Linked DNA regions of Zea mays: region 2 is linked to region 1. The links are chromatin contacts, called in public Hi-C maps. All regions are on one chromosome and are shown on one strand. The core of a region is the stretch at or near the end of the contact, and the rest is flanking DNA. Distances in the headings are between cores, read along the strand shown. Region 1 holds the start of LOC100274578 (Polyketide cyclase/dehydrase and lipid transport superfamily protein). Region 2 holds the start of LOC103646112.

What was found. Hi-C and Micro-C count contacts between places; a contact is called where the count stands out from the background.
Region 2: a contact with region 1 is called in a Hi-C map of tassel, with 1.8 times the contacts expected there. The contact joins the promoter of LOC103646112 here to the promoter of LOC100274578 in region 1. A contact is called at or near these places in 2 of 25 Hi-C or Micro-C datasets (ear and tassel).

The regions. Positions count from the first base shown.
Region 1 is chr2:21,265,719-21,268,753 of Zm-B73-REFERENCE-NAM-5.0, forward strand. It overlaps LOC100274578 (Polyketide cyclase/dehydrase and lipid transport superfamily protein), which reads right to left and starts at 1,685. Exons shown (of 6, transcript NM_001148931.1): 1 at 1,206-1,685. The coding sequence starts at 1,582.
Region 2 is chr2:21,423,334-21,426,190 of Zm-B73-REFERENCE-NAM-5.0, forward strand. It overlaps LOC103646112, which reads right to left and starts at 1,512. Exons shown (of 2, transcript XM_008670834.3): 1 at 1,249-1,512; 2 at 562-1,113. The coding sequence starts at 1,358. The coding sequence ends at 861.

The DNA.
Region 1 (3,035 bases), core at 435-2,934:
TTTCTTATGTCAACAAGAACAAGTTCACTGCAAGGACACATACTAAAACCATCAAAAGAGGAAGAAATAAACCACAGCCACGATGAAACCCCAGCAGCAGGCAAGTTTATGTTGCGAATCCTTCCATGGTGCAATGCGAACGGAGCTAATCAATCATCAAAACCTATATAGCCTACATAAATAGGAAGTTTTCACGGACCGGACAAAAGTACATACTCTTCTACCAGCAAAGCCACAAGTTTCCAACATCCCTATGTCACCAATTCAAAATACAATCGTGCATTCTGCTCCAACTCTATCGACATGTGTCAGTTCATCAAGTCAGCTTAAAGAGAGTAATTTTCATGAGGGAAAAAAGATCAAAACTCCTAAGGCCTTCTTAGGTTGGGCTTTTCAACCTGCTATGGCTTCTAAAAAGCCAAAAATCAACCAAAGGGGTTGGTTCCCACCTAAAGCCACAGCCAAAAGCAGCTTTTGCCTAGTACAAATTTCACTGCAGCCTTCCCTACTTCCACCTACTTTTGGCTAATACAAAGTCCATGAAATTACCCACCTATCATCCGTTACGTGCGTACCGGTTTGATTTGCCCTGACTCGTCTCTTTACGCGTAAAAAAAGTGTTGCAGATTCAGCGAGGCACTCTCCCTCCCGGTGTGAGGGCACACTACCCTGGCAACGGCGTGTCTCTAGCGCAGGCACGCAGCTCCAGCAATGACATGTCTCTGACCCCCACCCCCAGGCCAGCTTCCCTGGCTTCGAGAGGACGAAGAGGAAGTTGAGGGTGGATACATTCTTGTGGAAGGCACATCTACTTAACTAAACGGCTTTCGATTTCCTCACTACCCACATTCCAAACACAGCCTGTAGGTGACGGCAGTTTTTCCTCAACTAAACGCCTTTCGACTTCCTCATCGCCCTCCCTCCCCCAGCAGTTTTTTCCACAGGGCATAGGTACCAATAGCTTTTTAAAAAGCCACCTCTCAAGGCCTCAATCAAACAGGTCCTAAATTGCCTTCTAGCACAGGGACAGGGTCGCCCCTGAATGAACCGCAAGGTCATTCCATTCAATACCAAACTGAAAGACACCTAGTCTTCAAGAGAGGCAATTGACGAGACTGACAGCCGCTGCATTTCCGCCACCAACCTCGGTCCCCAGCCAACCCGCCAGCCACAGTATAATATAGATTCAACCACTAGATGTTGACCTGCCGTCGGCGCGACATCCGCCGTCTCTGGTCGCAGCGGCATCATCGTCGGGGGAGGCCCTGTCCTGGTGCTTGCCTCTGCAGCGGCGGAATGCGGAGGAGATGAGCTTGGTCGCGACGGAGCAGGCGGAGAGCGCGGTGCAGGCGAACCAGAGCCGCCGGGCCCCGAGGCCTGGCGGCACCCAGAGGATGCGGAGGCGGCTCCGGAGGCCGAGGAAGAGCAGTCCCGTCCAGCGCGGGCGCCAGGACCAGCCGACGACGAGGCCGATCATGACGGCGGCCCAGATCGGCACCGCGCAGAGCAGCACGTCGACGGCCATCTCCGCCACCGCGGGGCGCTGTAGCAGCGCCACCGCCTGCTCGCACCAACCCGCCATTGCTGCGCTAGGGCTGGAAGCTTCCACCGCTGATCCGTTCCTCCTATCCCCTTTTCCGTTTTTTGGTCCCCTTTTTCTTCCTCCGCGAAATGGAGAGAGGGGCAGACAAGCTGGGGAGGGGGGGGGTTTTTTGGAGGAGGCCCGTGCCTGTGCCCGCGTGTCAGAGGCGGCGGAAACGGACAGGTTGGCGGGTAGACCCACGTGTCGGTAGAGGTGCCGAGGTGGGATGGACAAAGCGGTATATGCCGCGGAACATCCGGGCGCGGGGTTTACGAGGGATCGACCGTGACATAGCGGCGGTGATTTGGGTTTGGCTGGCCCCAGCGAGATGGTCGGGTGGGCCCGTGGGGGTCGATCTAAACCGTCTCTCAGGCTCTCAGTCTTTTCAGCTATGAGAAACGAAGGGAAGGGGCTACCATTTGTATTTTGTAGCGTACTCCTGTTCGTATAGGATAGAACTGGATAACTATGAGCTGGGGAGTGTTTTGATATGGTTTGTGACAAAGCAAGATTGTCACCTTTCAAAACAAATATAACTTTCATATTTTCATATTTTACTAGTGATTCTTATTCTACTAGATCTTCTGATCTTATTTACTCTCATGTAGGATCTTACTCTTTTTATTTTGAATTAGGGTCATAAATATTATGTCGTTTTTATTTATAACCATTATTGTTATACTTATATTTACTTTATGAAACAACACTCTAAATTGGTTTCTGTTTATATGTCCTTCACGCGCATGGTTCACATCTAGTTTTCTGCTTCTATTATATTTTTTTCTTATTCTGGTGTTGAATTTCTATCTGATAATTTTCGAGAGTTATTGTCCTTAGAGGGTACTCTACATCAACTTTCTTTGTGGTGCTCATGCCCAAAATGGCGTTACCGAACGCAAACATCGTCATAGTATTGAGAGTGCACGCACTCTTTTGATATCTTCTTTTGTTCCTTCACGCTTTTGGGGTGAAGTTGTTTCTACTGCGGTATATCTCACTAATAAACAGCCATCATCCAAACTTTCTAGCAAAACGCCTAGTGAAGTTCTTTTTGGATACCTTCACGATATGATCACCTTCGAGTGTTTGGATGTGTGTGTTATGTCTTGTTACCACCATATGAGCGGATTAAATTGACTGCTCAGTCTGTTAAGTGTGTTTTTCTTGAATACAATCCTAAACACAAAGACTGTTGTTATGATCCATCTACTCGCCGTATTTATATTCCTAGAGATGTGAGTTTTAATGAAAATCACTCCTTTTACAACAAGTTCACTCACTCCTCATATTGTCCCACAGAGTCCACCTCATTCATGTGTCTTCCTTCTATTCCTGATTTTACATCTACACCATAATGAAATCTACACCTGATGTCCTCATTCCTATAACACCGCCTTCCACCTTCATGTTATCTCCACCTTACTATTCCAAACCACCTGTCATCTAGACCTAC
Region 2 (2,857 bases), core at 262-2,761, 160 kb after region 1:
ATAAATGCACAGATTATTTGAGGGGTGGGAACGGAGAAGATCCGATAGAAGAAAAGTACATACACATGCGGTCAAACATATATGGTTAATTGGTTACCCAACACCCAAATAAAAGTACTGCCGGTTCAGCCAAAGATTTAGTGTGGTGCATTCATGTAAGATGGTTAAGAGTGTCGTCTTAATAACGTACCTATATAAATAAATAATATGAACCATGCAATATGGACTACTGAAAAAAGGTAGCTTGTTGAAGCTGAAAGGAACAAGGAAATATATATTGCAAAATCAAATAAAATTAAAGCAAGAAGCAGAATAAGACATAATGCTTGATCAGTCCTTAATAATTAATGGTCGCTATGAAAAATGTATTGATCACACTTATTAAAATTTGACTAGATTCGTAGAAAATATTAGCATTATTTGTATCTTCAAGATCGAGCTACTGAAACTGTTAGCATGCATGATTTGTACTATAAATATTACTATATTTCATGTATATATTGTTGAGAGTTGAATATGTTTGGTTTCTGGTAAATCGAGAACGAGGAGTATATATATATAAGAGCAACCCAAACAAGTTCCATATATGCATATATAATATAGATAACAAACAGGCTAACAGACGTCTCTCTCCTAACACGTACACACAATCAAACATGCAATACAATATACAAAAAAAAACACCTATATACACACATCAGGTTACTAGCACACGTCATATAACTAGTAGTTAGTCGTACTTGGTACTAAGCTACTGGGTCCGCGTGAACTTGATCTTTTAGCTAGGATCTTCACCAAGATCGTGAGGCCCATGCATGCCCATGACCTAGCTGTATCTAGCCAACTACTCATCACACTAGCTAGACGTCCTTGAGCAGCTTGTACCTGCGGCCGGCCGGCCTGGTGGTCGCTCGCCGCCCAGCCTCGGCCTTGCCGGCGGCGCCCCTGCCGCTGCCTCCGGAGCCCGTGGTGGTGGACGACTCCTGGCTCCCGGTGGCGTTCTGCTTCCCGGCGGGAGACCTCGCCTTACCGGCCACGACGCTGAGGCACCAGTCGCACATGTCGGAGTCGGCCGAGGCGGGTGCGCTGTCGCCGTAGTAGTTGGTGCAGTACCTGCAAGCATGCATATGTCGCCATGGCACCACCAGTGGTGTGTGGATAAGGACAAGAACAGTACGTACTCATATACGAAGATGGAGCTGGGCAAGAATCCAAGAGGGTGGGCGCAGATAAAAGAAGTATACGCACGAGTGCTGGAAGCGGTGGCGGCAGCGCGCGCACCGAAAGAGCTTCTCGGGGAAGCCGACGTCGCCGCACATGGAGCAGACCGTGGTTGTGGCGGCGGCGGTGCCGGCCATGATGGACAGAGACGTGGCCAGCGAGAGACGAGAGGATAGTGGTGGGTGAGAATGTGGCTGAATGACTGAATCTGAATGAGGAGGGCAGTAGTGATATCAATGGTGGAAAGGCAGGAGGATGGAGGGGGCCGCGGGCGCGGGGTGCTGAGAGTGGTGTTAAATACTAGTAGTACTACATGAAAGCGGCCAAGAGGGATAGGGCGTTGCATGTAAAGAAGCGGAAAAAGGGATGAAGCAGAGCGTGGTAGGGTAGGGCCGGCCGCAGGGAAGCACAAAGACACGGCAACCTTAATTCATCGACCGGCGGATGCGGATGAAAAGGCTACGCGTCGATTCGATCTCACACGGTCACGGCGGGCGGACCGGCCGACATAAAAATCTTGGTCCGTCGTCGGTTCCGCTCTGTGCCCTGCTGCAAGTCGGCCGGTGTGCTTGCAGTTGCAGAGCCGGGCAGAAACAGCTAGCACTGGGGGAGTCACTATCCGCAACCATTACCCTTAAATTTTTCCCCCTATATCACTTTTTCCCTCTATATATTTCTCCCTATTTTTTTCATCTTCTGCAACGGTTCCCCATAAATACTCCCCCTATACCACACTACAACTATAAAATATCATTATCTAACCATATTCATTTTCTATTACCATTTTTTCTTCAACTATTAAATACCAACCAACATCAAACTTAAGTCAAGAGGGTGCTACAGTCCACCCCTGGATCTAGCGGACAGCTGTGTTTCTGTTTCACGTAGAGATGGCTTTAGGCTGGCCGCACCGGTGACTGTAAACGGTGGACTGGAAATATTTATAGCGCGTGAGCAGCTGCAACGGTAGACTGGACACACTACTGTAAACTTACGGTTGCATTGGAGAACCTCACATGTAGCGCGTCCTTTTCTTTAACTGTATAATCTCTCTCCTCTTTTGGTTGGCTGGTACGTGGGACGGCTGCAGGTGCGTATAAAAAATAATTGAAAAAATAATATAATATATGGTAGTTGGTATAGGGTTGGGATATAGAGTAAACATGAGTGCGGATGATTGTGGTATAGAGTAAAGAATTTTGCTGATTAAGATAGAATATTCTTTTTATGGTAGAAATTTAGAGTAGTATGAGTGCGGATAGCCTTAGCGTTAGCCGCTGCACCTGAAAAGCTACTCTATACGTGCACTGTATAAGGGGAGAGGGAGGCTCGCCGCAAGAGCTGCGGACAGCCTGAGAGGAGGACAAAAGCGAGTAGCTAGCTAGTGTTCCTGTGTGGCGACAGTACTAGATAGGTACTAGCTCTCCAGCTCTTACATTCACGAGACGTTTCGTCCAGAAAAGCCTTCGGTCGATTTTGAGAAAGAAGTAAGTAGAACTACTGAACGGCGAGAAAAAACACAGCCGATGGTCAGTGCATGCACGAACGAAACGTGTAGTCAACGGGCCCAAGCAAGTCTGCTCTCTACACACGTATACTAGATCGGAATATGGGACTAGTGTATCACTGTATCTAC